2 separate regions of the Anser cygnoides genome follow, and region 2 is linked to region 1. The links are chromatin contacts, called in public Hi-C maps. All regions are on one chromosome and are shown on one strand. Each heading gives the region's core, a stretch centred on a gene start, on an enhancer-like site or on the middle of the called end of the contact. The rest is flanking DNA. Distances are from core to core; before and after follow the strand shown.

What was found. A called contact is a pair of places that touch in the nucleus more often than the background predicts.
Region 2: a Hi-C map of liver shows a contact between it and region 1, with 7 times the contacts expected there. The contact joins the promoter of PIM1 here to the promoter of PPARD in region 1. A contact is called at or near these places in 2 of 7 Hi-C or Micro-C datasets (both in liver).

What each region holds. Positions count from the first base shown.
Region 1 is chr25:1,721,783-1,729,198 of Taihu_goose_T2T_genome, reverse strand. It overlaps PPARD (peroxisome proliferator activated receptor delta), which reads right to left and starts at 3,718. Exons shown (of 8, transcript XM_013197018.3): 1 at 3,054-3,718; 2 at 256-344.
Region 2 is chr25:2,030,543-2,037,958 of Taihu_goose_T2T_genome, reverse strand. It overlaps PIM1 (Pim-1 proto-oncogene, serine/threonine kinase), which reads left to right and starts at 4,728. Exons shown (of 6, transcript XM_066982994.1): 1 at 4,728-4,970; 2 at 5,061-5,167; 3 at 5,250-5,300; 4 at 5,898-6,264; 5 at 6,995-7,171; 6 at 7,383-7,416. The coding sequence starts at 4,889.

The DNA.
Region 1 (7,416 bases), core at 2,469-4,968:
GGAACGGGATTAGACCACAATACTTACAGCAGGCTCCTAAGCAAAATCCTTAAAAGATTTTGTTCAGAAACCGAATGGGAATAAGTCTCCGAATTCAGATTTAAAAAGAAACTTGAGAAAGTTTAAGCCCGCGGACAAAAGTGAAACTTGCTGAAAGCAAGTCACCCTCCGTGGGCTCTTCCCTACCCCGAATTTTTTAAAAGACAAACAGAGAAAGCATTTTGGAAGGGCAGGCACGCGAAAGGGAAGGGTTACCTCTCCGCAGCAGCTGTCCCCGTCTGCCCGCCGGTGCAAGCCCCTGTCCCGTTACCATGTCAGCGCGGAGAGCCGAGCAGCGAAGCAATCTGCAAAGAGAACACAACACGAAGTTCCCCGGCTGCGCCGAAGGCCAGATATTTATGCCGCCGGGAGAACTGGGACAGATCCAGCGACGTCTCCGAAATTTAAACACACGCTCCCTCTACCGCACGCTGCAACCATCTGCTGGGGCGAGTCCCCGGCGCCGCGGGGAGGCAGCGGGAGCGGAGCCCCCGACGCCCCTGCAGGGACGCCCGGGAGCCCTCCTCGGGCTTTAGGAGCCGGGAGACCCCCACGGGGACGCTGCCTCGGCCTCGTGGCTGCCACCTCGACGGGTCGACTTCCCCCACCGTGCGCGAGCGAAGCCGATGCTAACGCACGGACCCAGCTGGGAAAGGCTGGCGTGGCCACGAGGCCGTTTGTTTACTCGGCTCGCTTAATCCCTCTTTTGGAGGCTGCCTGCGAGTTCCTGCAATTTTAATGAACCTCTCTCTCTCCCTCTCTTTCTCGGGTTGTTGAAACTGGAGGATTTGACGGAGCTCACCCCTCCTGGTTTTGCTGCTAAGGTGGCGAATAGCGCTAATTTCAGACAGGAGAGCAGTAGGAGACCACCGCTGGAAAAAAAAAACAAAAACCACCACGGCTTCTGGGGCTGACCTGGAGGACTTACAGAAAATATGCTCTATTTTTAGACACAGTTATGCAGACTAACTGGACTAACGCATTAAACAAAGATGTTGTGAACATGATGCTACTTGAACCCGCGTACCCTCCCTGCCGTGACACAGGCTCAGCTGCTCCTCCCACCCCCCTGGAAAAGCCCCGCTCCTATCGCTGCCTCTTTCAGGGCAACAAGACCCGCGAGGCCGCCGAGCGCCGGCCGGGGAGCCCACGGCACCAAATCCCACCCCGTGCTGCACACCCCGCGTGCGACGAGCACCCGGAGCTTCACCTGCCCAGCACGGCAGGAAGAAAGGAAGGAAATCCTCTGCCCCTCAAAGCCTCGTGCTCCTGGAGAGGCTTCTAGGGTGGGTATGAAGGGCATTTCCTACGTGGCCGAGCAGCCCCAGGCACCTCCAGGGGATGGCACGAAGTGTGAGGGCCAGTAAAACAACGCCTGTCCCGCGGAGCAGTAGAAATACAGAAACAGAAATACAGAAAATATATATATATAAAAAAAAACAACACACCAAACTTGAAGGAAGCAATTGTCCCCGTGCTGCAGGGAAGGGGCTGAGCCGCAGCATCACCGCGTGCCCACGTGAAGGGGCAGAGGTCCAGCACCCAGCCCTCTGCTGCGCGGGGCCATAAAACCGGCAGGACGTTACGGCTGCAGCAGGTCCCCCCCCCTGGAACGGAAGGGGTTTTTCCCAGACACCCAAGACAAGGCTTTTTGTTCCCCTTCCTGGTGAGGGGAGGTAATAAAGTCATTACAGCCCCGCTGGCGCATCAGGAGCAGGCTTTCTTCACCTCCACCGGCAATAAAACCCGTCCCTGACTCGGTGACAAAAGTTGACGGTGTCAACGAGCGCATGAATCACGCACGGGGAGCGCAGGAATCACACCCCGAGCTCGCTCCCAGCGCGCGGCGGAGCCGGGAATTCGGAGCGAATTGCGGGCTCACCTTGCCCTGCTCGCAGGTAACTGCCGGGGCGTGCCCACGGGCAGCGCTTGCACCAGCTCAGCGGGGAGCTGCCGGCGCGTCCCTCCCTGGGAGCCCCGGGGAGCTCACGGGGAAAAGGATTCCCCGCTGAAGGCAGCGAGGGAAGTCGCGGAAAAAAAAAAAAAAAAAAGAGAGCAGGAGGAGGGAGGAGTGGGTCACAAACCAGACGCGGGATGTGGGATGACTTACGGGGCTGACCGCAGCCGTGCCCTCGGTCCTGCTGCATCGGGCACGGCTGGTGCTGCCCTGAGCCCGCGTGTCTGACGCCTGCAAAGCCCCCGGCCCTGCACGGGGGGCTCCAGAAGAGCCCCAAACCTTGCACGGGGGGCTCCAAATCCCCAATCCCTGCAGGGGGGGCTCCCAGTGAAGCCCCTGTCCCTGCCCGGGGGGTTCCAATGCCCCAATCCCTGCACGGGGGGCTCCAGAAAAGCCCCAAACCTTGCATGGGGGGCTCCAGAAAAGCCCCTGTCCCTGCATGGGGGGCTCCCAGTGAAGCCCCTGCCCAGGGGGTTCCAAAGTCCCATTCCCTGCACAGGAGGCTCCCAGCAAAGCCCCAAACCCTGCATGGGGGGCTCCAAAGCCCCAATCCCTGCATGGGGGGCTCCAGAAAAGCCCCAAACCTTGCACGGGGGGCTCCCAGTGAAGCCCCTGCCCCTGCCCGGGGGGCTCCAAAGTCCCAATCCCTGCACAGGAGGCTCCCAGCAAAGCCCCAAACCCTGCATGGGGGGCTCCAAAGCCCCAATCCCTGCCCGGGGGGCTCCAGAAAAGCCCCAGCCCCTGCCCAGAGGGGTCCCCAGCACCCAGGGGCTCACCACACCGCCTCCTTCCCCCCCGGTTGACATCTGCCAGCGAGCACGAGGCTTCCCGGCACAGATTTTGAAGGGACGGCGGCCAAGGCCGGACGGAGGAGGCGAGTTACCCGGCGAGGCTGCCCGAAGCCACTCGAAGCACCGCAGTCGACGGCCGCCGCATGCTCCGGGGACGCCGCAGAGGGCTGCTGTCCCCTCCTGTCCCCTCCTGGCCCCAGCCAAGCTGCGCCCTCAGCCACCTCCGCGCCTCGATTTCCCACCCAGGGACGCTCAGACACACCTACCTCGTAAATAGGGATTGAACCCCGATTCACTGGCTTCTCTAAACGCCTCGGAGCCTCTCTGATCATAAACAACCAGGGCAGTTAAACCTCGGCTGAGGTGGAGTCGGGCGGCGCAGAAGCTTTCGAAAGCGCAACAAGGCGAGAAGCCCTTCCGAGCACACAACACAGGGGAGGTAACGGCAGTTCAGAGTGACCCCCGGGTCCCCGTTCGCAATAACAGGGCTCCGGGGGGGCCAACAGGGAAGGAAAAAAAACGCAGCAGGTGGGAAGAACAAAACAAAGGAGGGAAGCAGGAGGTAAAATTAAATCAGGGCTTGCTTAGAGGTCCCGCCACCTACTTCTGCACGCTGCTTTACCTTTCACCTAGGACTTTTTTTTTTTCTTTTTTTTTTTTAACGAGCGCTTTTTAGGCTAATTAGGAGCTGGAGTCAGCCCAGCCAGCACCGCCCCGCCGCACTGGGCTGCGGTCGCAGACGCGGCGCGGTGCTGAGCCCCTCGGGCACCGCGTCCTCCCCGGGGACGAGCTGCCCCTGCGCTTTCTCTGCCCTTTTTAAATATTTTTTTTCCTCGATAAAAATCCTTTATTTAGGATCTCAGCAGCGGGAAGGGGAGCAGAGCACGGGGTGGCATCGCCGGGTCCCCACCCGATGGCCAAGCCACGCTGCTGGCCCCGAGCTGGGCACCCCACAGCCCCCCCCCCGCCAGCAGCCCCCCGGCTCTGTCCCCCCCCCTCCGTGACCACCGAGGTGCTGCCCACGAGCCCCCTGGGACCCCCGGGGTGGGGGGGGATCCCGGCACAGAGCCACCCGGCCCCCAGCTTCTCCTCCTCGCAGCCCAGCCCCGGAAAGCAGCGGGTGGCTCCTCCTCAACACCTGCCCTTGGGGATGGGCCCCCCCCGTCCTCATCCTCGCCCCCCAACCCTGTCCTCACCACGTCCCCCCCCCATCCCTCCCTCCCTCTCCTCTCCCCGATTCCCCGAGGAGAAGCAGCGCCCGCACCCCGATGTCACCCAGCTGCCCCTGCACCCAATCCTTACCCCCCCACACCCCACCCCAGGACCCCCCCAGGGCCCTGTCACCCTCAGAGAGCCCCCCCCGTCCCCCCCCACACCCCTACACCCACCCCATCCCCACTGTCACCCCCCCACACCCCCCCTTGTCCCCAATGTCACCCCACACACCCCCACGTCCCCCAAACCCCCCTTGTCCCCCCCCCCGTGCTCCCCAACCCCCCCCTGCCCCCCATATCCCCCCCAAACCCTCACACCCCCCAAAACCCCCCTCATCCCCCAGCCCCCCCCAAACCCTCACGCCCCCCCAACGCCCCCCCCCTCACCCCCAGGTCCCCCCCATGTCCCCCCCACACCCTCACGTCCCCCAAACCCCCCCCACCCCCCACAACCCCCCGTGCCCCCCACACCCCCCCATGTCCCCTACATCCCCCCCCGCACCCTCACCCCCCCCCAAAACCCCCCAGGTGCCCCCCAAGCCCTCACATCCCCCCACACCCTCACGTCCCCCAAACCCCCCCCACCCCCCACACCCCCCCGTGCCCCCCACACCCCCCCTTGTCCCCTACATCCCCCCCCACACCCTCACGTCCCCCACACCCCCAAAACCCCCCAGGTCCCCCCCAAGCCCTCACATCCCCCCACATCCTCACGTCCCCCCCCCACCCCCCCTCACCCCCCCGTTCCCCCTCACCCCCCCATGCCCCCCCCACACCCTCACGTCCCCCTCACGCCCCCCGCGTCCCCCCAAACCCCCTCGTCCCCCAAACGCCCCCTACACCCCCCATTTCCCCCCCACATCCTCACGTCCCCCCACGCCCCCCCGTTCCCCCTACGCCCCCCATTTGCCCCCACGCCCCCCACGTCCCCCCCCCCCCCGCTCACCTCCCGCCGCCGGCCCCAGCTCCGCCGCCGGCGCCCCCCCCGCCCCCGCACGTCACCGCCGCCCGCCCTGACGCCACCGCCCGGCCCAGCGCCCCGCAGCCAATCAGCGCCGCCGGCAAGTCCGGGCCGCGTTGCCACGGCAACGGCCCAAGCCCGCCCCGCGCCCGCGTCGCTCGGCGCCCCCTGGCGGGCGCGGGCGCGGCGCGGGGCTTGATGGGAAATGTAGGCGCGGAGCGCGGGGCGCGCCGGGAAGGGAAGGCGGGGGGGGGGGGGGAGGCGCAAAATGGCGGCGGGGTTGTGGTGAGGGCTGTGGGGTTCCTCCTGCCCTCCCCAGCACGCCCTGTGTGCCGCTTTCCGCCCCTCCTGGGGACACGTCGGCTGCCTGCTTTGTGCAGGGCGAGCTTTGTGCCCTCACACCATAGCTGAGGGCTTGGATGAGGCTTTACACCCTCACGCCCAAGGCAAACCGCAGCAGCGGCTGCTGGGATGAGCGGCGTGTTTGTAAAACACGGGCTCTGTGCCCGCTACGGGTGCTCAGGAAGCAGCACAGCACTCACGGTGTCCCTCATTAATGCAGTAATTAAAGATTCCTGCAAATGTGCAAGCCCTGGACAAGGGTGATGGACAGGGGGGTGTCGGCAGAGCTGCTGACCTGGTAACAGAATCATAAAATGCTGGAAACGTTAAGGTTGGAAAAGCCCTTCAACATCATCTGGTCCGAGCATCACCCTACTGCCAGCGTCACCCACTAAACCTTCATGTGGGGAGTGGCTGGGCCACTGCAAACACACCCCCCGTGGTGGTGTTACCCTGGGCAGCTGCGGGTTTCCCACAGGAGACCCCCCCACACCCCCACTGGTGCGGGGACGGTCTCAGGGACAGGCAGGGGGAAGAGCAGAGACCCACCGTGTCCCCAAAACCTCTGCGAGCTCTCCTTTTGACCCTTCTGCAGGGGGTAATTCTTAGTCCGAGGCACCGGCGCACGCACCGGCGACGTGTGCCTGCTGCTGACTTAGGCAAGCTCCAGGTCGGCCGCTCCGGGAGGGTGAGACAGACCCGGGCACATCCAGACCTGGCGGCCGATCCAGGGCAGGTGCTGACACTGCTCCCTCCACGCCTGTCCTTGCGGCAATTAACATATAACATTCTGCTGCATGGGAACGCAGCTGCTAGGAGCAAAAGCAATGTTCCGCTGAGTTGCTGCAAGGAGAGACGACGCAGCCCAAGAGGTGGGGAGAAGCAATGGCACTTTTCACCACCAGGGCACGACCCAGCGTCTCCTGGGGGCTGAGCACAGGGCACACAGCCCTGAGACAAGGCTGCCGCACGGAGCTGCAGAGATGGGCGGAGGTGGCCCTTTTCCTCCCGGCCTAGGTGTGGTACCTGTCCTGACGCCCGATCAGGGAAGAGATTGAGCTAATGGAGCTGTCAGAGGTGGAGGAGGTCTCCCATCGGTGCATTTCCACCCAGCCCATTTCCTTCCCAGTAGAAACCAGTGTTTGGCACCCTCCCCGGACCCGCCTCTGCCTGAGGATCTCACGGGGCCGTGAGCTGTGCCAGGGTCACCCTGGGAGGCCGCAGAGATCTTCACGCTTCAAGGCCAGAAAAAGGCCCAGCCCCGGTTGATTTCACCCTAGGGGCACAATGTGTTGCGAAGGCCCTGCTCCACCAGAAAACGCGCACAGTGGCGGGTCCTGTGTTTGAGTGGCATGGCTGGGATGGCACGCTGTCACTTGTCACAGGGCCAGGCAGGGACTCCAGAGCTGTTTGGGGACCGTATGGGGCTGTAGTGGTCAGGCACCGCTGCTCAGGACTGCTGTGCTGCATCCTTTACAATCCCCCACAGTCCCCAGCACAGTGAAGAGGAGGACGGGGGACAGATTTGACCTGCTGCAGTCCCTGGCTGGCAGGGACAGGCCCCCGGAGCCATTGCTGCAAGGGCTGCAGCCACCCGCGCTCCCTCTGTGCATTGGCGAGGCCGCACGGGGACCGGGCTATGGGGCCACCCAGGCGTCCTTAATGGACACACAGAGCTGCTTTGTCCCAGCAAAGCCCCATCGTGCCACGCGGACCTGCGAAAACGGCCTTTTGGGCAGGCACAACTGAAAAGAATTGTAAGAAAGGAGCACTGTAAAAACTAGGGGGAGGAAGAGCTCTGCGAGCAAACGCTCAAAGCCGCACAAGTAGGAAATAGATTGTAATCTCCCTAACGAACTGCAGTTAAGCATCACGAGCAACTGTGAATCTGGGGTTGATGCAAGGGTTTGCTATCAGCATCTGTTTTCAGAGGGGACCCTTACGTGAGCAGGGGCTCTGTGCCTCAAAGTAACAGGCAAATAGGACTGGACTTAAGAGAGGTACTTGGAAAAATTAACCCCAATGTTGTTTTTTGTTGTTGGTGGTGTTTTTTTAAAAAAATTCTGTGTGTGTCTGTGTGCAGGGAGGTTTGCCAGAAGACTTGGCTTTTGT
Region 2 (7,416 bases), core at 3,479-5,978, 310 kb before region 1:
CCCCAAATCTCGCCGGGGCCATTTCCCAACCCAGGTTTCCCTGTAGCATCCCCCCCCCCCCCCCCCAACCACCACCCCCAGCCACCCTTTTTCTGCTTTAGACATTGTAACCCGAGAGGCTGGAAATGCAGCGCCTTTCATCTTCCATTTCCCACATCCTGAGAGTCTGGGGAGAAGGAGCCCACCCAGATGAAGGAATCCCAAAAATGCGGCTCTCTCCACCTCCCCATCCCCTCGGCCGCCCCCCGTGCGGCTCCATTCACAAAGCAGATTAGCCATGCTGCCGGCTCCACGCGCACCTCTCCCGAAAAGCCCGCGCTAAAAAGCGAGCAGCGACGAGGGAGGAAAAACTCAAAAAAGGGACGAAAAGACCAAATTCCCGCCGCCTCTCCTCCTCCCGCCCTGCTCCCAGCCGGGGCCAAGGCGCCCAAAGGTGCTGGTTTAGCCGGGGGAATGCCGGTCCCGGGATGGGACGTGCGTGTCCCAAGCTGTCACCACTGTTTTGGGGTCCCAGAAGGTCCTGGGGGACCCCAGGACCCAGAGGTTGGGTGGGGAGGGATGCGGCCCCCAGCCAGCGCTGGAGCCCCACGGACCACGATTTTTTTGGGGGGCATCCGCCCTGGGCTCGGCCGCATCCTGCAGTGTCCCCGGCACCGCGGTGGCACCGGGCATCGTGTACACGTCTCACGGCACGCCCAGCATCGCCGGTGAGACACCGGGGCGCGTTTTGGGTGACCTCAAGAAGGTGACAGCAGGCTGGGGATGCCCCAAACGTGGGGGGGGGGGGGAGGGGGATGTCCCAAAATGCCCGGCCGAGGGCAGCTCCCGCGCCCCTTCTGGGGAGGAATCGCTGGCTGCGGGGTGGCGGCACCTTTCCTGGCCCCGTGCGCGGCGGTTTCGGGCTTTCCCAACGCCTGGCGAGGCGGCGACGCCGCTCGGAGCGCGGGCTCGCCCCACGCCCTGGGCCAGCCGGTTCTGCGGGCAACCGAGCCCCAGCGGCCGCGAGCCGCGGGCAGGCGCAGCCAAGGTCACGCCGTGACTCAAAGCTCATGCGAGGGAAACCGCGGCCTTTCTGTGTCACGGCGGTAATCGCCCTCCCCTCCCTCCCGCAGGGGTGCCCCGGCCGGCCCCTCCGCAGGGGGATGCTCGCGGGGCTGATATGGGGTTGTGCTCCCTGCCGCCTGCCTCTGACCCCCGCTGTTTCGTCCGCGCTTATGGGGGAAACCTCCTCCGAAGGGTGCAGATCTGCTTCCCCCGTGCCCCAGCGAGAGCAGGGAATTGCCCCTCTCTCATCCCGGGTACTGCCCTGGCCCTCCCCACCGTCACCTATTTGCTAATTGTGCCAGCAGGGAAGGGCGGGAGGCGAGAGAGGAGGAAATACAAAAAGTAAACTGAGAAAGCGAGGCTGCAGCTCCAAGGGCCCAGCACAGCAATCAAGCGATAAAGCAGTAATTAAGCCTGATTATCATGCAAGGCAGCCCTGGTTAGACTGGAATGCTGCTGAAGAGCCCGAAAGCTGCCGGGATTGTTTGCAGGCTGAGAACTGATCTTCTGATGTCTGCCGGGAGCTGCTCTCCCGCAGACCCGCCACCGGCCCCACGCGCACCCCGGGGTCCTGCTTCTCCCCGGCGCGGGTCCCTCGGGGCTTTTTGTCCTCGCAGCCCCACGTAACCCCCTCCCAGAGCTGCACCCAGGGCTCGTGCCGAGCCTCGGGTTTGACCCAGGGGTTGGAAAGAGCCAGCGTGGGCTGGGGATGCTGGTGCCGGGCTCTTGGGGCCACCTGCATAGGGCCAGCCGTGTGCCCACGCACGCCAGGAGGTGCGGGGCGCTCCGCTGCGCCCGGCGGCTTTCGGTAAGCGGAAGAGGGTTGGGGGGAAAAGGTGATTCCTCCGGAGGAAGGCAAAGCAGGATGAGGTTGGCTTCGCGTTAACCCCAATGTCTGACGCATCCCAACGGCGTCGCCTGGGGTTGGCGGGAGGGAGAAGTGAGCTCGTGGGCTGGGCTCCGGGGGAACGGCTGCCTCCCGGCCCCGCTTGGGGTCCTCTGGGAACCGGAGATGTGGCTGGGAGGAGATGGATACGGTTGGGAAATAGGGCAGCGCGCCGTGCCCCACGTGGGGAAACGCCTCCCCATCGCCCCCGAGACGGGGTGCCAGCCCTGGGTGCCCGCGGGCAGGGGTGCCGCGCAGCACCCAGGAAATGGGCGCTCGGGCAAGGCTCACGCACGGCGATGATCTGGCCCCAAACCATCCGGGTTGCGAGCCGCGCTGCTCCCCTCGACGCTAATGAGCGGTTTGGGCAGGGCGAGGAAGAGGCTGAGCCTCCCCGGCGGCTCTGGAGGAGGCCAGAGGAAGGCAGCCCCCAGGAAAGCCCTGCTGCTCCCCCGGGGTGAGCCCTGTTTGTAAATACACGGCCTTGTTTCCAGGGCAGCCCGCGTGGCACCTTTCATCATCGGGGCAAGGAATCTGGTAATGAGTTTGGGGCAGATGCTGAGTCACTCGGTCCCATGGCCGGGCGCTGACTCGCAGAACCAGTCGTCCCCAACCTGCCCAGGCTTTCGGGTGGGAATAAGGCAGGAGAAACGCGCCACCCGCCCTCTGCTCCACCCCGAGCTTGCATCACCCCGAAAAACAATAACAACAACAACAAAAAAAATAAAAACAACGAAAGGGGAGAGAGGCTGTGAGGGATTTCTCCGCGCCTTCCCGAAGCAGGGATGTCACCCGCGGGGCAGACACCAGGCTCGGGGGGGTCCCACCCGCGCAGGAGGATGCGCTGCATCTCCCACCGGCTCTCAGAGAGGCAGCGAGCATCGCCCGCGCGCAGCTCTCGGGTTGGGCTGGGTGGCGTCCCGGCGTTTTTTATTTTAAAAGAAATACGAAAAGAGCCCGGCGCTCACCAGCGTTTCCAGTAAAACCCATTCAATTTCGGCAATTCATCCCACAAGTATGTGTGGGATGCTGGGAACTCCTCGGTCCCGCTCGGGCGCAGGAGCCCAGATGGGCTCCGGCTGGAGCAGCGCAGCTCCCAGCGGCCGGAGCTCTTTGCTCTACATGCTAACAGAGTGAGTAATCAGAAACCTCCATCCAGTAAATTATTTATCTTATCTCTGGAACTCGGCGGAGCATTTCAGCCAGTGACTTCTGCGGAAAAGAAAAGGAAAAAAAAAAAAAAAGAAAAAAGAAAAAAAGGCTGTTAGTCAAGAGCCCCCAGCTGGAACCTCCACTTTTACTAGAAAAGGGAAAAGTTCAGGCTCTGGTTCGCCTGCGGTTCGTAGGAAGCGATGAAGTAAAGGCTGTGATGGTGCGGGGCGGCCGGGAGAGGCTGTGAGAGCCAGAAAATTGCAAAATTTAATGCAAATAATAATAATATTAATAGGCTGGAGCTGCTTTGGGGTTTTTCGCTGGAATTGGAGAAGGGGAAGAGCTGCGGTGCCACCGGATGGATGGGAAGCGAGCTGGTGGGCTGCCAGCATCCCAAATCCGCCCCGTCGGGGTTATTCCCATTGCCCAGATGGGAAGGGGGAGGCCGGGCGGTCAGATCGGTGCCTGCGACCCCGTGCGTCCCTCGGCCGGTCCCGGCAGGGGCCGGCGGCACCCGGGCACGCGTTGGGTTCCCAGTTGGTGCAGGATGGCGGGGGGCGCACCTGTCAGCCCTGCCACGGCTGGGTGTCCCCCTCAGGACGCCGTGTCCCCCCTGAGGACACCCTGTTACCCCTCAGGATGCCACGTCAACGTTGACGATGCCCTGTCACCCCTGAAAAAGTCATCTCCCCGCTAACACCGCGTCCCCCCTCGGGACGCCATGTCTCCCCTGACGATGCCACGTCAGGGCAGAGCTCACTGCTCTCTGCAACTGCCTGAACGGAAGGTGTGGGGAGCTGGGGGTCGGCCTCTTCTTGCAGATAACCAGGGATAAGACCAGAGGGAATGGCCTCAAGCTGTGCCAGGGGAGGTTCAGGTGGGAAATGAGGAGACATTTCTGCTCAGAAAGAGCGGTCAGGCATTGGGATGGGTTGCCCAGGGAGGTGGGGGAGTCACCGTCCCTGGGGGTGCTCAAGGAGAGGTTGGACGTGGTGCCTGGGGACATGGCTCAGGGGGTGACAGCGGTGGCAGGGGGTGGTTGGAGCAGATGATCCTGGAGGGCTTCTCCAACCCTACTGATTCTGGGATTCTGTGCCCCCCCTCAGGACACCATGACACCCTCAGGACACCATGACACCCTGAGGGCACCATGGCCCCCTGAGGACACCCTGTCCCCCCCCAGGACACCATGACCCCCTGGCGATGCCCTGTCCCCCCCGACCCCTCAGCACACCCCACCAGCCCAGCCGCACCCCCCCCCCCCCCCATCCCCTCACAGCGCCCCGCCGCCACGGGGCCGCCCGGCCCCAACCCGCAGGGCCCCCTCCCCCTCCCGCCCCCCCCCCCCCCCCCCCCATATTCCCCCCCCCCCCCCTCCTCCTTTGGCGCCTTTTCCTTCCCGCCACGTCGTTGCCCGCCGCGCTCTCCCCTCCGCCCGGGGCCGCGCCCTATTGGCTGAGGGGGCCGCGGGGTGGGCGTGGCCTCGGCTCTCGGCGCGCCCCGGCCGGGCCCCGCCCCCTCCCGCGGCTCTCCCGGGACCGCCCCCGCCTCCCGCTACTCCCGCGGCCGGCGCGGGGCCGCCGCCGCCACACCGGAGCCCGGCACCGCGCCGAGCAGCCGCCAACCCCCCCCCCCCGCCACCGACACCTCCCCCCCCCACACACCCCACCCCGCCGCCGCCGCCCGCCCGGGGCTTCCCCCGGCCGCCAGCAGCAGCCGCCGCAGCAGCTCCGCTGCCCGGTTACCGGAGCCGCACCGCTGGCTCCCGGTCAGCTTCGGGCCCTGGAGGCGGGGGACGGGAGCGGGATGCTGCTTTCTAAAATCAATTCGTTGGCCCATCTCCGCTCCGGGCCCGGCGGGGAGTTGCACGCCGGGAAGGTGCCGCCAGGTGAGCCCCGCTTGGGTTCGGTCGGGTTCGGTTCGGCGTTGGGCGCCGGTTTGGGGAGCGGCGCGGTGATGCCCGGTGCCTCGCCCGCAGGGAAGGAGAAGGAGCCGCTGGAGAAGCTCTACCAGGTGGGCCCGCTGCTGGGCAGCGGCGGCTTCGGCTCGGTCTACTCCGGTATCCGCCTCTCCGACAGCGCCCCGGTAAGCGGCGGGATATGGGGGGGGGGTTGGTGGCGGCCTGGGGGGCGAGCGCCGTGCTCAGCCGCCGGTCCTTGCCCCGCAGGTGGCCATCAAACACGTGGCCCGGGACCGCATCTCCGAGTGGGGCGAGCTGGTGAGTGAGCGGGGGGCACCGGCACCGGGGGGGGGGGCACCGGAGGGTCCCTGGGCGGGGGGGGGACCGGGGAGGGAACCGGAGCATCCCTGGGCGGGGGGGAGTCAGGAGGGAAGCGGAGCATCCCCGTAATGGGGGTGCTTTGGGGGGGGGGGAACAGGAGCATCCCTTGTTTTGGGGGGGGGGGGCTGGGGAGGGAGCCAGGGCCCCCCTGGTGGGGGGGGGGGGATGTAGGGGGCCACCGGAGCATCTCTGGCTTGGGGCGTTTTTGGGGTTGGGGGGCACCGGCACATCCCTGGCTTGGCATTTTTGGGGTTGGGGGGACACCGGAGCATCCTGGCTTGGGGCGTTTTCGGGGTTGGGGGGCCCTGGAACATCCCTGGCTTGGCATTTTGGGGGTTGGGGGGACACCGGAGCATCCTGGCTTGGGGCACTTGGGTGGGCACTGGAGCATCCCTGGTCTGGGTGGGCTTGGGGAGGGAACCGGAGCATCCCTGGCTTGGGGCACTTGCGGGGTTGGGGGGGCCACCGGAGCCCCCCTGGCCGGGGGGGGTGGGGGGGGGACCCCGGGTCTGACCGCGCCGTGTGTCCCCGCAGCCCGGCGGCACCCGTGTGCCGATGGAGATCCTGCTGCTGAAGAAGGTGGGCTCGGGTTTCCGCGGGGTCATCCGCCTCCTCGACTGGTTCGAGCGTCCCGACAGCTTCGTGCTGGTGCTGGAGCGGCCGGATCCGGTGCAGGACCTCTTCGATTTCATCACGGAGCGCGGCGCCCTGCCCGAGGAGCTGGCGCGGGGGCTCTTCCAGCAGGTGCTGGAGGCCGTGCGGCACTGCCACAGCTGCGGCGTCCTGCACCGCGACATCAAGGACGAGAACATCCTCATCGACCTCTCCACCGGCGAGCTCAAGCTCATCGACTTCGGCTCCGGCGCCCTCCTCAAGGACACCGTCTACACCGATTTCGACGGTGAGACCGCGCGCCCGGGGGATGCTCCAGCATCCGAACCCGCGCCGGGTGCCGCCGCCGCCGGCTTTTCCCCTATTGCAGCAGCTTGGGGAGAGAAGCAGGGGGGGGCAGGAATTATCCCAGCCGCCCGGCGAAGTTGTGTTGTGTTGTGTTGTTTTTTTTTTTGGCACGGGGTGGATGTTGTGAAATGGGAGCCGGCTCCCGGCGTCAGCCCAGACGCCCAACCAACCTGCTCCGGGCTGGGGCGGGGGGGTGGGGGGGGGGGGGCAGCCCTACAAAAACAAAACAGCTGCCGGGGGGGGGGGGGTGTTGCAAAACCTGGTTTGCAGCCGCAGAAGGGCTTGCGTTGCTCCGCTCCCCTTGTTTGCTTTGCTTTTTTTTTTTTTTTTTTTGGCAAGGAGCAATGAGGGGGGGGGAAAGGCGTGGTTTCCCCCGCCGCCCTCCCTTGGGTTTTTATTTTTTATTTTTGCGTGTAACGGTCGGCTCCCAGCCTTCCCCGGCCCCGTGCTGCCCCCTTTCGGCCCCGGTGGCTTTTTTTTTACAACCCAAAGTTTGTAAACAAGAGTCACGTGCTGGCGGCGCGGGGGGTGGCGGGTCGCACGGTGACACCCCCACCACCACCACCACCATCACCCACCCTAAAGACGCTCGGGCGAGGCACCGCGGTCCCCGAAAAGGGTTTTGGGGCCGGCGAGCATCCTCGTGACGAGCGGCGCCGTCCCCCACGCAGGTACGCGGGTGTACAGCCCGCCGGAGTGGATCCGCTACCACCGGTACCACGGGCGCTCGGCGGCCGTGTGGTCCCTGGGCGTGCTGCTCTACGACATGGTGTGCGGGGACATCCCCTTCGAGCAGGACGAGGAGATCCTGCAGGGCCAGGTGTACTTCAGGCAGAGGGTCTCGCCAGGTGGGCACCGGCTCCGCGGCGCGCGGTGGGAGGCGGCGCCGGGGCGCGCGAGCCTCGGGGGTGGCACCAGCCGGGGGGCGGTGGTGGGGTTTGGTGGCACGCGTCGTGCCGTCCTTCCTGACCCCCCAAAAGCCATGCTGGGTTTGGGCGTAGCTCGGAGGAGGACGGGTGCTGACCTCCGCCCCCGTGGTGGTTTCTCTCTCTCCCCCAGAGTGCCAGCACCTCATCAGGTGGTGCTTGTCCCT